Linked DNA regions of Mus musculus: region 2 is linked to region 1. Evidence: chromatin contacts called from public HiChIP or PLAC-seq data. All regions are on one chromosome and are shown on one strand. Each heading gives the region's core, a stretch centred on a gene start, on an enhancer-like site or on the middle of the called end of the contact. The rest is flanking DNA. Distances are from core to core; before and after follow the strand shown. Region 1 holds the start of Zfp472 (zinc finger protein 472). Region 2 has its middle 8.5 kb from the start of Actl9.

Region 1 (5,877 bases), core at 2,605-5,104:
CATATGTAGCAGAAGATGGCCTAGTCAGCCATCATTGGGAAGAGAGGCCCCTTGGTATTGCAAACTTTATATGCCCCAGTACAGGGGAATGCCAGGGCCAAGAAGTGGGCGTGGGTGGGTAGGGGAGCAGGGCGGGGGAAGGGTATAGGGAACTTTCGGGATAGCATTTGAAATGTAAATAAAGAAAATATCTAATAAAAAAAAAGAAAAAAGAAAAGAAAGAAAGATGTAGGGGCTAGAGAGATGGCTCAGCAGTTAAGAGCACTGACTGCTCTTCCCGAGGTCCTGAGTTCAAATCCCAGCCACCACATGGTGGCTCACAACCATCCATAATGAGATCTGATGTCCTCTTCTGGTGTTTCTGAAAACAGCTACAATGTTCTTACATATAATAAATAAATAAATCCCTTTAAAAAAAAAAAAAGAAAGAAAGAAAGTAGATCCAAGATCTGGAGAGATGGTTCATGTGTTAAAAGCACTTGCTTGCTGAGGATCTAGGTGCAGTACCTAGCATCCCACATGGTAACTAACCACCATCTGTATGTCCTTCAGTTTCAGAAGATCCAACAGCATCTTCTGGCTTCTGAGGGCACCAGACACACCTGATATATATACGTACACACACACACACACACACACACACACACACACACACACTTGTTGAAACTTTCAATTTCAAAAATACTAATGGATCTAGGTCAGCTATGTCTTCATACAGTAGTAAGAAGAAAATTCAGTAGTCTATTCTCATCCTTACAACATCCAAACTAAAAATTTACAAATATACATAGCAGTTAAACTACACCACAGATTAAATGGATATAACAGCTAAAACATACCATCTAAGAGATACAGAATACAGTCTTCTCAGAAGTCCATAGAACCCACGCTAAAGTAGACCACATTTTAGAATACCAAAAAAAGAAATAATGCATTATATCTTATTAAATAAATCAAAGAAGTAACACTAAAAATATAAAGAAAAACTTAAGAAAAATCAATAAATGGAAAATGAAAAACATCTTGAATATCCGGTAAGTCACTGAAAAAAAAAGTAAATTTTTAAATTCTTAGAATAAATATAAATGGAAAAATTGCTGTGATCTTTGGGATATATACCTATTACAATATAGGAAGAAAGGTCATAACTGTGAGAAAGAGAGAGTTTAAATAACATAATGATGCAAACACATGGCCTTAGAAAAATGAGAATAAGCCAAAGCCAAAGTCATACAACAAGAAGAAATAATAAAATTAAGAAAGTATGAAAAGGTCATGAAAAGAATATACCAAACCAGACAGCTGTTTTATAGAAAAAGAAAAAAGAAAAGATTTGCAAGCACCTAGCAATATCAACAGAAAGAAAGGGTATAAATTAATAAAAAGATATAGATGACTTGGGGAGGTTACAAAAGGTTCCAATAAAATGCAGAAGACTATCTCTGAAAACTATTTGCAAAAACCTGGAAATACATAAGAGATGGACAATTTTCTAGGCACAGATGACATCGCAAATAAAACCAAGAAAATAACAATCTAAACACATCTACAAGAAATAACAGGTAAAAAAACAAAGATGTCTTTCTCTCTCAGACTGACCAACCCAGATTTTCTCAATGGTCAAAACTCACACTGTCCAGGGTTGGAAAGATGACTTAGCAGTTATGAGCACATATTGTCCTTCCAGAGGACCCAGGTTCAGTTCCCATTATCCACAAGAGCTACTGACAACTGCCTATACTCCAGTTCCAAGGATCCACACCCATTTCTGCTCTCAGCAGGTACCCCCACACAGGCAGCATACACTCAAACATATTTATATACATAAAAATGTTTTTAATCTAAAAAATAACAACAAAGAAATTACACTCTCTAGAAAAACTAACAACTACCCGAATTAGAAAGGAAATGAAAATATTAAAAATTTTCCCAAGAACTATAATCCTGATAAGAGTTCTGTTTGGCTTTTATTTGTTGTTTGCTTGTTTGTTTTGGTTATATGTAACAGGGTCTCACTGTGTAGCCCTAGGGGACTGAACTCTGAGATAGGCCGGTCTCTACCTCCGATGGGATTAAAGAAATCTCTCTTATGCATTCTAAATTTGAAGAAGTACCCTAAGGCTAGCTAAACAAAAAAATATATATATATACACAGTGGGTGGCGGAGGGGGTGGAAATCACCTATAATCCCAGTGTAGTCCCCTCTTTCCCACCTTGCCTAAGGCTGCAGTAAGAGGCCAGCACAGGAGTTGTCAAAATATCGGCTCTATGGCCGAACCACAATTTCTCAGCCTGGAGTTGTCACAGGAGCTGTCCACAGTGGCAGCACCTCCTCTCCAGCCTCCTGGAGCAGCTCCACAAGGATGGCCCATCAGCCCAGGCAACCTGAAGCCAGGAAGGACTTCCCATCTTAACCCATGGGCCCAATGCAGGGGAAAGGGTGAAAAAAACCCACCAATCCCTTAACAGGAAATCCCAAGCTCAGGACTTGAACTCACACCACACCTCAATCTGGAAATTTCTGTCCACTCTCTAAGAAATCCTATCCAAGTCCTGCCCTTTGTCCAATTCTCCCATGTCAGTCAGCTCTGGGAGCAGAGGGCAGCCATCCCTCTCCATTTTTCTCTCCAATAAGTCTCCTTTATAAGATCTACTGCCTGGAGTGGCTCTCATCAGAAGAAGCTAAGAAGAAAAGAAGCAAAGAAGAGAAGAGAAAGGGCAGCTGAAGCCTGTAAGCTCCTAAACTCCTCAGCTCAGCTGGGGATACCCTCCTCTGGGAACTGCTGAGGAGGCTTCCTCTCAGAGCTGTGTGGTTCCTGGGCTCCCGTGTTTGAGGATGTCCTCATTGGGACACCTTTTCCCTTCAGAGCTGTATGTATGGCTCCTGGGCTTCCAAGTCCCAGAATACCCTCCCATATGAGCAGAAACACACGTAGCACTGTGGAGGATCTAGAGTTCCAGACTAGTTTGGTCTACATAACTCTTTCCAGACCAGCCAATGGTACCCAGTGAAATCCCGTATAAACGGACAGAACAACACAATCCCTCCCTGCCCTGGGCTTTTTCACTGCTATCGAGACTTTCCTTTGGAAAAGGTCTCCAAAATCTAACCTTTACTTCAGAAATGATCAGCTTAATTAATCAGTACATACAAATAGGGAATTTTGCCTATCACAGCTAACAAATCCAGCTGTGAACTCAGGATGAGGGATGGAGATACAGGTCTACAGGTCTATGGTAAAGCGTTCGCTTAGCATGAGACCTGAGGTTCCATCCCTAGTACTTTAAAAAAGAAGCCGAGAGAGAGAGAGAGAGAGAGAGAGAGAGAGAGAGAGAGAGAGAGAGAGAGAGAACACACGAGCACGAGCCTCTCTTCAGGATGACCACAGTGTAAAACTAAAGCAGGGAACAAGGAAATGAAAAAGTGCAAAACAGTGCACACCACCCACGTGCCTTCACCGCAGTCTGGACGCGGCGTCACCAACTTGGCAGCTGCAATGTCAGCGGAGGCTCGGGTTCGCGGCGCAGGCTCGTCATGGGAGGACTAGAAACTAGGGACGAAGCAGCTTCACAGGGAAGGGACAGGACGGGACTCCGCTAACAGAGCATACAACTCAAGTGCACCCGGGTTGACGGCACTCCCAAAGTCCATCTCAAATTGCTGCACACGTCGGGGAGCCGGCGCCACCTTACAGCAAAGCCGTGGCAGTGTCAGAACCCTCCGCCCACCTTCCAAGAGTCCAGGGCACACTCACCATTTCCTGCTTCTGATGCATCCAGGCGTTCTTCCTACTGAGCGGCAGTCGGCAGAACAGGCACCGGGAAGCTCAAGCACAACTCTCCTCCCTCCAGCTACCCGGAACTCAAATATGGCGGCAAGGGAGCCACCCTCCACTATCCGTGCTTCTTATTGGATAGCTCAGGGGAGTAACAGTCACCCTGGTTCGTGAATTATTCCGGACCCAACTCCTTAGAACTGAGTTATCAGGTTCAGCAACGCTTACCACCGAAATGGGTCTGTAAGTACAGATTGCAACAACTGCCCTGTCCAAGCTCATACCTTTTCTCCGAAATAAATGTGATTTCATCCTGGAGGGTTATCACATTTCAGAACACCTTCCAGCCCGGGAGTGGTGGTGCACTTTTTAATACCAGTTCCACGCTAGCTTTGTCTACGTTATTGAGTTTCGAGTCAGCCAGAGCTATATAGTCAGAATTCTCCCGTCTACACCACACACAGGTCCAGGGCTTCTGAAAGATTTGTTAGTTTTATGTGTCTACGTGGATGAATCCGTGTGTGCGCGAGTGCTCACTGAGGCCGGAAGACGGCAGAAGTCCACTCGCTTTTCCATTGAGGCAGGGTTTGTTTGTTTGTTTGTTTGTTTGTTTCACTCATCACTTTACCTGGGGCTCGGGTTTCCTTGGCTAATAATGGAAGCCAGCTAGCCACAGCGATCCTCTTATTTGAGCCGTCCTCATAGATAGTGATTCAGAAATGTGCAGGGGATCTCTAACGTGAGTGCTGGAATCTGAACTCCAGTCCTAGGTGTTTATCATGCGCCCTTATCCACCAACTCTCCAGCCCCATTCACAGCCTCTTGGGCTCAGCGGGCTCTTCCTGGTATTTTTTTTTTCCGACATACAAATAGTGTCATAACGTCACTTTTGAATAAATCCTTTGCTCTTCAATCAGAGTAAGCTGGGAAAAGCCATGATAGCAAACCAAAACTGATTTCTGTTTAAATTCCTCTGTGAAATAACTTTGATTATGTTCACTCTGATTGGCTTTTTAAAAATCCCTCTGCCTTAATAAACATCCTTCTACTTTCATTTTGCCTACTTAGGCTCATCATATAAAAGCAAACATGTAATATCTGTTGATTTGAGCCTGGCTCATTTCCCTAACATGATGATCTCCAGTTCCGTGTTTTTTTTTTTTTTTTTTTTTTTGCAAACAACATTCTTTTGTGGATGAATAATACTTCACTTTCATAAATACCACATATATTCTATCCATTTGTTCCTCCACTGCTAGGCTCCTTGGGTGACTCCATCACTTGGATGCTCAATGCTGCAATAAATATGTGTGCAGGAATCTTAGTTACATGGTGACATTTACTCTCTTCGTGTATATCTAGAACGGTATAGCTGGATAAAATGACTTAATTTTTAGTTTGGGGTTTGATGTTAAATACCAAAGCTTGTGTGTTGAAGATATGGTCCGCGGATGCTGCTTGGAGGTGATGGAAACTTAGTGATTGGGGGGCTGCTGAGTGGAAGTAAAGTCCTGAAAGATGTGCCCTTGAAGCAAGTATTGGAACTCTAGCCCTTTCCTAAGCAACCAAGCATGAACATTTATCTATTTACTTCCCAGCCACCATGAGATGAGCAACTTGACTCCTTGGGCTTCCCACCATGATCCTCTGTTTTACCTCAGGCCTAAACCAAGGAGATCAGCTGACTGTGACCTAAAACCAAGAGCCAAAATAAGTTCCTCCTTATAAACTGTTTATCCAGGGTGTTTTGTTAAAGCCACAGATTTTTGACTAAATTGCATTCTATCTACATATATATTTATCTGAAGATATGCTTCATATTTAACTTGAGGTATATAGCCCAGGTTCACTTTAAACTTATACTCCTTATGCCTCAGCCTCTCAGAGGAGGGGATTACACATGTGTAGCATGCCTGCCTTCTTGATCCATGTGGTTATTTGACTGACAAGTTCAAACCCTGTAGAGCCTCTAGATCCAAGCAGAAACTCACACATGCTGAGGCTATAGACACAGAGCAGAATTTTGTCTTCACTGAAAAAGTCTGCTCTCGTGGCCTTTCAGCTAAAGGGTGAGCCCCATTCATGTTAACCAAGGTTATCA
Region 2 (6,468 bases), core at 3,237-5,736, 470 kb before region 1:
CAGGGTCTCTTTGGATTGGAGATCACCAGTTGAACATGTCAGTGAGCTCCAGACCACAGTTTGGAGAGGTGGGCAGAACACATGTGTGCTTGAAGTCTCCATAGTATGGAATTAAAAAGGGGTGGAAAGGACAGCTTCCCCATCCCTAAGGTCACCAGTATGATCCTCAGGACTTGCTGTGATTCTCTGCAAGGAAGGGAGAACAGCCCCTACCTCCCCTCTCTTCAGGGCACTGTAAATTCTGAAAACTTCTTTTCAGTGGTTTGTCCTGCCCCCCAACCCACCAGGCTTCCTGACCATCATCTTTTTGTCATGGTTCTGAGGAGGAGAGAGGAAGGCAAGGGACTCTGATCCAGGCCTCAGCCCCTGCACAGAGAAGAGAGGGCTCAGGCTAGCTTTGTTTCAACTTTAGACTTTCCATTTCTATCTTCATAGACCTGATATGGCAATTTTACTATATCTCCTGGGATTGTGGGAGAATCCAGGGGCTTAGGAACATTTGCACCAGGGCGTATAGTTTAGTGTTGGTGTCAGCTTTGGTTAGAGAAACTTATTTTTTTTTTTCAGCAGGAACTGTAGAGACTCATAGTCAAAAGTTCTGAGAATATGTGACTGTTGAGTCCCTACATGGGAGAATATATTTCCCCATCTTCCTCAAAGTTCAGAGAACATCATGGGGCAGGAAAGAATGTAAAAGCAGGAAGGAGTGGTCACTATTTTCCAGACACGATGCTGTGTTGTACTCAACTAAGCATCTGTGATTATCTGCATCATAAGACCTGCAAAAGTTTATGCTTGACATTCTGCAAAAGTTTATGCTTGACATTCTGTCACAGAGATAGAAGAAGTTCTTGGAGAACCTGCCCTTTCATGAAGATTTATAGGCAGTTGATGGCTACACGAAGAGGAGGAAGAAGAGGAAGAGGAGAGGAGAAGGATGATGATATCTTTCTTTAGGTGTAGGACAGAGCCTTTCCTGTCTCCCCCTCCCTCCCTCCCTCCCTCCCTCCCTCCCTCCCTCCCTTCCTTCCTTCCTTCCTTCCTTCCTTCCTTCCTTCCTTCCTTCCTTCCTTCCTTCCTTCCTTCCCCCTTTGCCTCCATTTTCTCCATTTCTTTTTCCTCCTCTTCTTCTCAAATATGTTATTAAGGGCATTGCAAAGAAGCAGAGAGTACTGTTTGGATCTGAGACTATTCTCTTTCTATTAAGACATTCGCTTGATTAGGTGAGGGTTGTCCTATTATAGATAAGAATCTACATTACTCAGTCTATTGATCAGAAACTTACTTATACCTAAAAATATCTCCCTAGAAACATCTAGTATTTGACCTAACACCTGGGTAACAGGATCCAGCCAATATGATACATGAAGCTCACCAGCACACATATCTACCTCTTGTCAAGTTGACCCCAGGTGTCTCTCCTTACGTCATGATTAATTGCCAAAACAGGGACATCATATAGTTTTACATTCATCTAACAGGATACAACCATCATGCAACAGGTAGTGCTAATCTTAAACTCGACAGAACCTAGAATCACCTGGGAGAAGGGCTTCTGTGTATGCTTAGAGGGAAGAATCTTGATGAAATAATTGACATGGGCAGAGCCATTCCCTACAGAGGATTCTGGGCTGTTTACAGTGGAGAAAGAGTGAAGCAGTAGCTTGCATGTATCCCTAATCTCCTGACTGTGATGATATGACTAGACTCTTCAAGTTCCTTGAGCTGTCAGCCAAACAAATCCTTTCTCTTTAAATTATTTCTGTCAGAGTATTTTCTCACAGCCGCGGGAAAAGAAACCGAGTTACTGTGTACATAGGAAATCCATGAACCCCTGTCCCAGAAAGGATTGTAATGTCCTTTCAGAAAGTCTACCCTTCCGCTTCATATCTTATAACACCAATAGTATCATGTGAATTTAAAAAGACTTAAATACTGTGTTACATGGCCAGCAATCTTTTAAAAGTTTTTAGTTTTAAGTGCATGGTTAGAAAATGGTGTCAGACCATCTGACAGTTGTGGGCCACTTGATGTGGATGCTGGGAAAAGTTGTGGATAGCCCTGGGGTTAATTATATTTGATGTTAATTCTGTTCTCCTGTGAGTGGCTCCCAAAAGGAAGTCAGCACTCAGGTGATTTCCTGTAAACCTGCTTTCCACCTTAATTTGTAAAATAGAGGAGAGCTGATGATTAGGCAGATAAAGGGAAAGTGGAGCAGGAGGAGGGAGAGAGAAGAAGGAGAAAATGGAAGAGGGAGAGGATATAGAGGAGGGGAAGAAGAAGAAAAGCAGAGCAGAAGCACATGGCCTGAAGAAACCTCAAGTTCTAAGTGGTTTCATAGATGTGGAAGATGGTAGTGTAGCAGTAGATCTGCCCAATCTATGGAAAATAGCATGTATTCATATTAATTGAGTTGTGTTTTCATCGCTGGGGCATATTTGGGGGGGGGAGAGATTAATTGCAACAGGGAAACACACTCAGGTCCTTTGGAAGAACGAGCAGTCAAGCCCTGAACTATCTCCCCAGAACTCATTTCCCCATTAATTTAGTGTGTGCCTCTGTGTGTTTGTATATATGGGTGCTCATACACACTGCACTGTACCTTTGTAGAGCTTAGAGGGAAACCTAGAGGATACGTTAAGCACTTTCTGTGCTTTCTGTCTGAGAAAAAAAAAATCTCTCATTGACATGGAACTTTGCCATGTAGACCAGGAACTTCCAGGGAGCCATTTGCTTCCACCTTCTATCTTTAAAAAACAAACAAACAAACAAACAAACATTTATTTATTTATTTATTTACATCCGAAATGCTGTCCTCCAGTCCCTCTCTCATTCTCCTCTGAGAGGGTGGGGTCCCCACTGAGTATCATACATCCCTGTCACACCAAATTTCTGTCAGATTAGGCGCATCCTCTCCCACTGAGGCCAAACAAGGAAGCCCTTTTGGAGAGTGGGTAGCACAGTCATCTGCCCTCTGTCCTGATATTGCTGAGATTATGGGGCATGCCATCATATGCAACTTCTTCCTTTTCTTCTTTTCTTCCCTCCCCTCTTTCTTCCCTTCTCTCTCTTCTTTCTTCTTTCCTTTCCCTCCCTCCCTCCCTCCCTCCCTCCCTCCCTCCCTCCCTCCCTCCCTCCCTCTCTTTGTTCTCCTCCCCCCCCCCCCTTTGCTCTGGGAACTAAAGTTTCCTCACATTGTGAGGCAAGTGTTTATTGACTGAGCCATCTCTCCAGTCCCTCCTTCCCCTTTTGGATCTAGGCTGGCCTTAGACTACATAAAAAAGGCTGACTTTGAACTCTGATCTCCTGCCTTCATCTATCCTGAACTATACAATGATACACAGCCTAATTTTTTGTTAGGTCTTCTGCCAGCCCAGATTGAACTAGGGCATACCCTTGTGCTCTCCTTTTAGCCATATTTCCTGTGTTTCAAAACAGGAAAGAAGAAAAAGTGCAAGCGTAGTTGAGTAGAGGGGAATGGGAAGGGCAGCTAAAGAAAGGTTTAGAAAGATGGGCAGAACTTATTTGCATGTTATAAAAAGTCACCAGTAAATTCTGAGCAGTGGACAGTATGTTCTGATTTATGATTTCTAAGACCTGTGTAATGATCCCCCCTGGAGAGAGATCAGGGTCCTAAGAGCTGGGAAGGTATCTCAGTGGGTAAGAGTGTTTACTATGTAAATATGACAGACTGCATTTGGATCCCCAGACTCATGTAAAAGCTGTGCATGACTGTGAATGCCTGTAACCCCAGCACTGAGAGATAGGAAATGGGCTTATCTTGGAAACTCACTGGTTATCCAGACTAGCAGAAATGTCCAACTTGAGATTCAACAAGACCACACTTTAAGAGAAGAGGGCAGAGAAGTAGAAGTACAGCAGGATATCCAATGCTATCCTTTGGCCTCTGCACACAAGTTTATAAGTGTACTCCCTCTGCAATTCATACATCACACACAGACACACACAGACACACACACAGACACACAGACATACACAGACAGATAGACACACAAACACCCACACACAGACACACACACAGACACACACACACACAGACACACAGACACACACACACACCCACACAGACACACACACAGACACACACACACATGCACACACACACACTTGAAGGTTCCTGTAGGACAAAGGACTGGGCTGGGATCAGAAGGCTCGAGAGAGGGAATGGATTCTGGTGTCTTCAGAACAAAAGGACTTGGACTTCTGTGAAAGGGACAGATGCCAGCAACTGCGAGTTGGAGAAACCTGGTCTAAAAGTGATAGACTGTCTCGGGCACAAGGACTTGGGAGGCAGAGAGACCCCCATGCCTTCTTGACTTTATTTTTCCTAGATCACTGTGTGTGATCAATGTATATTTGTGAATGACTTTAGCCAGAACTGAGGGATCTGGGCTCTCTGGGTTTGAGATCACATGGGCTTTAGGGTGTGTGTGGGCAGATGTTATCGTCTGGCGCTGGGTGGAGCCTAATGATTCATTCGACGGGGTGAGAGTTCTAATAATATCCAGGTAGTGATCTCATCTCTGGGAGTATGCAAATGGGAATGCTCTGGGCCTGGAGTGGTTGTAGATGGACTAATCCATGGAATTGTAAAGTCAGTTTAGTTTAAACAGTCTAGTGTCCTAGTAGGCTGGGGGAAGGTGGGTTTTCTGAACATTACACACTTCTAGTGGCATTTGAGACAGTCTATTTTTTTTCATTGATAATTTCAGACACATATGTGTTCTGAATAAATTTACCCTACTTCTTCCCCTCCCATTCTTCCTATACCCCCTCCATGTTTCCCTCCCAACTTCAGTGCTGTTTTTCATTGTCTTCCTCTGTGTCCTACCTCACCCCGCCCCCAAACCCAACCTCTGCCTCCCTCTTTCTCTCCCTCGGCTCTCTCCCCCTTTTATAAGTGAAATTTCCTCTCTTCTCAACTTCCACCCGCTTCTCATTTGGAGGAGTTTCCTCCTGATGCCTCTACCCTTGCCTTTGAACCTGTTGTTTTAAAGCCCCCTTTGGGGGGTCCAACACCACCTTCGCAGGGATCACCTAAGAGCATTAGAAAACACAGATATTTATATCACAATTCATAACAATAGCAAAATTGAAGTTATGAAGTAGCAATGAAAATAATTTTATGGTTGGAATGGGATCACCACAACTTGAGGAATGCAGGGTTGTAGCATTAGAGTCAAAGCTATCATGGTCTCTTAAACTTGAAGGTGCTGCCCCCTGGTGGGAAGAACTAAAAGTGTCTGCTTTCACCTTGGTAACCTGGCAGATTGGCAGATTTAGGGTAGGCCTCAACCCCTAGGCTAGAATGTATAATTAGCCTGTTAGTCTTGCCATTCCCCCACCCCACCCCTCTCCCTGACCCCCTCCTCCCTCCTCTCTTTTTCTTCTTAAAATGAATTTTGCTTTCATTAAAAACCTAGCATACATGTTTTATCTTACTATATTTTATTTCCTTATGTTTTGTTGTTACCTCTGAAAAGCCCGTTCCTTCCTAATGGAAGACAGAAAGGGAGTGGATCCGAATGGGAGGGGAAGTGGGGGAGGAACTGTGAGTAGAGGGAGGAGCAACTGTAATTAGGATATATTATATGAGAAAAAAATCTATTTTTTAATAAAAGGAAGGGAAAGAAAAATTAGCATACAAAGTAACAGATTTTCTTAGGGCATTTTATACTCAGTTTTGGTTGATTCCCTACTTCTCTCCCTCCCTTCCTTCCTGTTTGTAGTCTTTTATTCCGCCATAAAAATAAAATTGTGAGCTTTGTAGGAAAATGGGTAGAACTGGAAGATATACTAAGTGAAGTAATCCAGCAAACTTCTGGGCCAAATTACAGTGCTTCACAAAGAAGCACATTCATACTCTGGGAAAGTCACCATGTTAGAGTGATAACGGGAGAACGAGAGGACAGAAAAGGTGTGTGTGGTGTGTGTGCAGGTGTGTGATTGTGTCTGATGTGTGAGAGCATGTAAGTGTGTCTGATGTGTGTGGTATGCGTGAATGTGAAGTTTTATTGTGTCTTTGTATGTACTGTGTTGTATCTGATGTATGTAGGATGTGTGTGTGTGTGTGTGGTGACATGTCTGTCTGTCTATGATCTATGTTAGGTAGAGAATGGCGTAGAAAATACAGTGAGAAAACTTTAAAAAGGAACCTTTTATGGACTTTCTCATTTTGGAATTTTTAGTCTTACTGATCTTTTGCTTATATTTTTATTAGATATTTTCATTTACATTTCAAGTGCTATCCCCAAAGCACCCTAAACCCTTCCTCCACCCTGCTCCCCAACCCACCCACTCCTGCTCCTGGCCCTCGCATTCCCCTGTACTGGGGCATATGATCTTTGCTACAATGGAGTACTACTCAGCAATTAAAAACAATGAATTCCTGAAATTCTTAGGCAAATGGATGCATCTGGAGGATATCATCTTGAGTGAAGTAACCTA

The links. HiChIP or PLAC-seq counts read pairs in DNA pulled down with a chosen protein or histone mark.
Region 2: an H3K4me3 HiChIP or PLAC-seq map of bone marrow-derived macrophages shows a contact between it and region 1, with 3 times the contacts expected there. The contact joins the enhancer-like site here to the promoter of Zfp472 in region 1. A contact is called at or near these places in 4 of 39 promoter capture datasets (the 3T3-L1 cell line, embryonic stem cells and liver), 1 of 115 datasets of contacts at active chromatin or transcription factors (bone marrow-derived macrophages) and 1 of 9 other capture datasets (macrophages).

The regions. Positions count from the first base shown.
Region 1 is chr17:32,963,808-32,969,684 of GRCm38.p6, reverse strand. It overlaps Zfp472 (zinc finger protein 472), which reads right to left and starts at 3,854. Exons shown (of 4, transcript NM_153063.3): 1 at 3,756-3,854. The coding sequence starts at 3,776. It also overlaps the pseudogene Cyp4f41-ps.
Region 2 is chr17:33,438,124-33,444,591 of GRCm38.p6, reverse strand. No RefSeq gene overlaps it. Among named protein-coding and RNA genes, the nearest start is that of Actl9, 8.5 kb to the right of the region's middle. Within about 2 kb of position 4,486, at least 45 of the 459 cell types and tissues checked have an H3K27ac peak or open chromatin away from gene starts, as enhancers often do. A contact at or near this core is called in bone marrow-derived macrophages and macrophages, where this site is marked.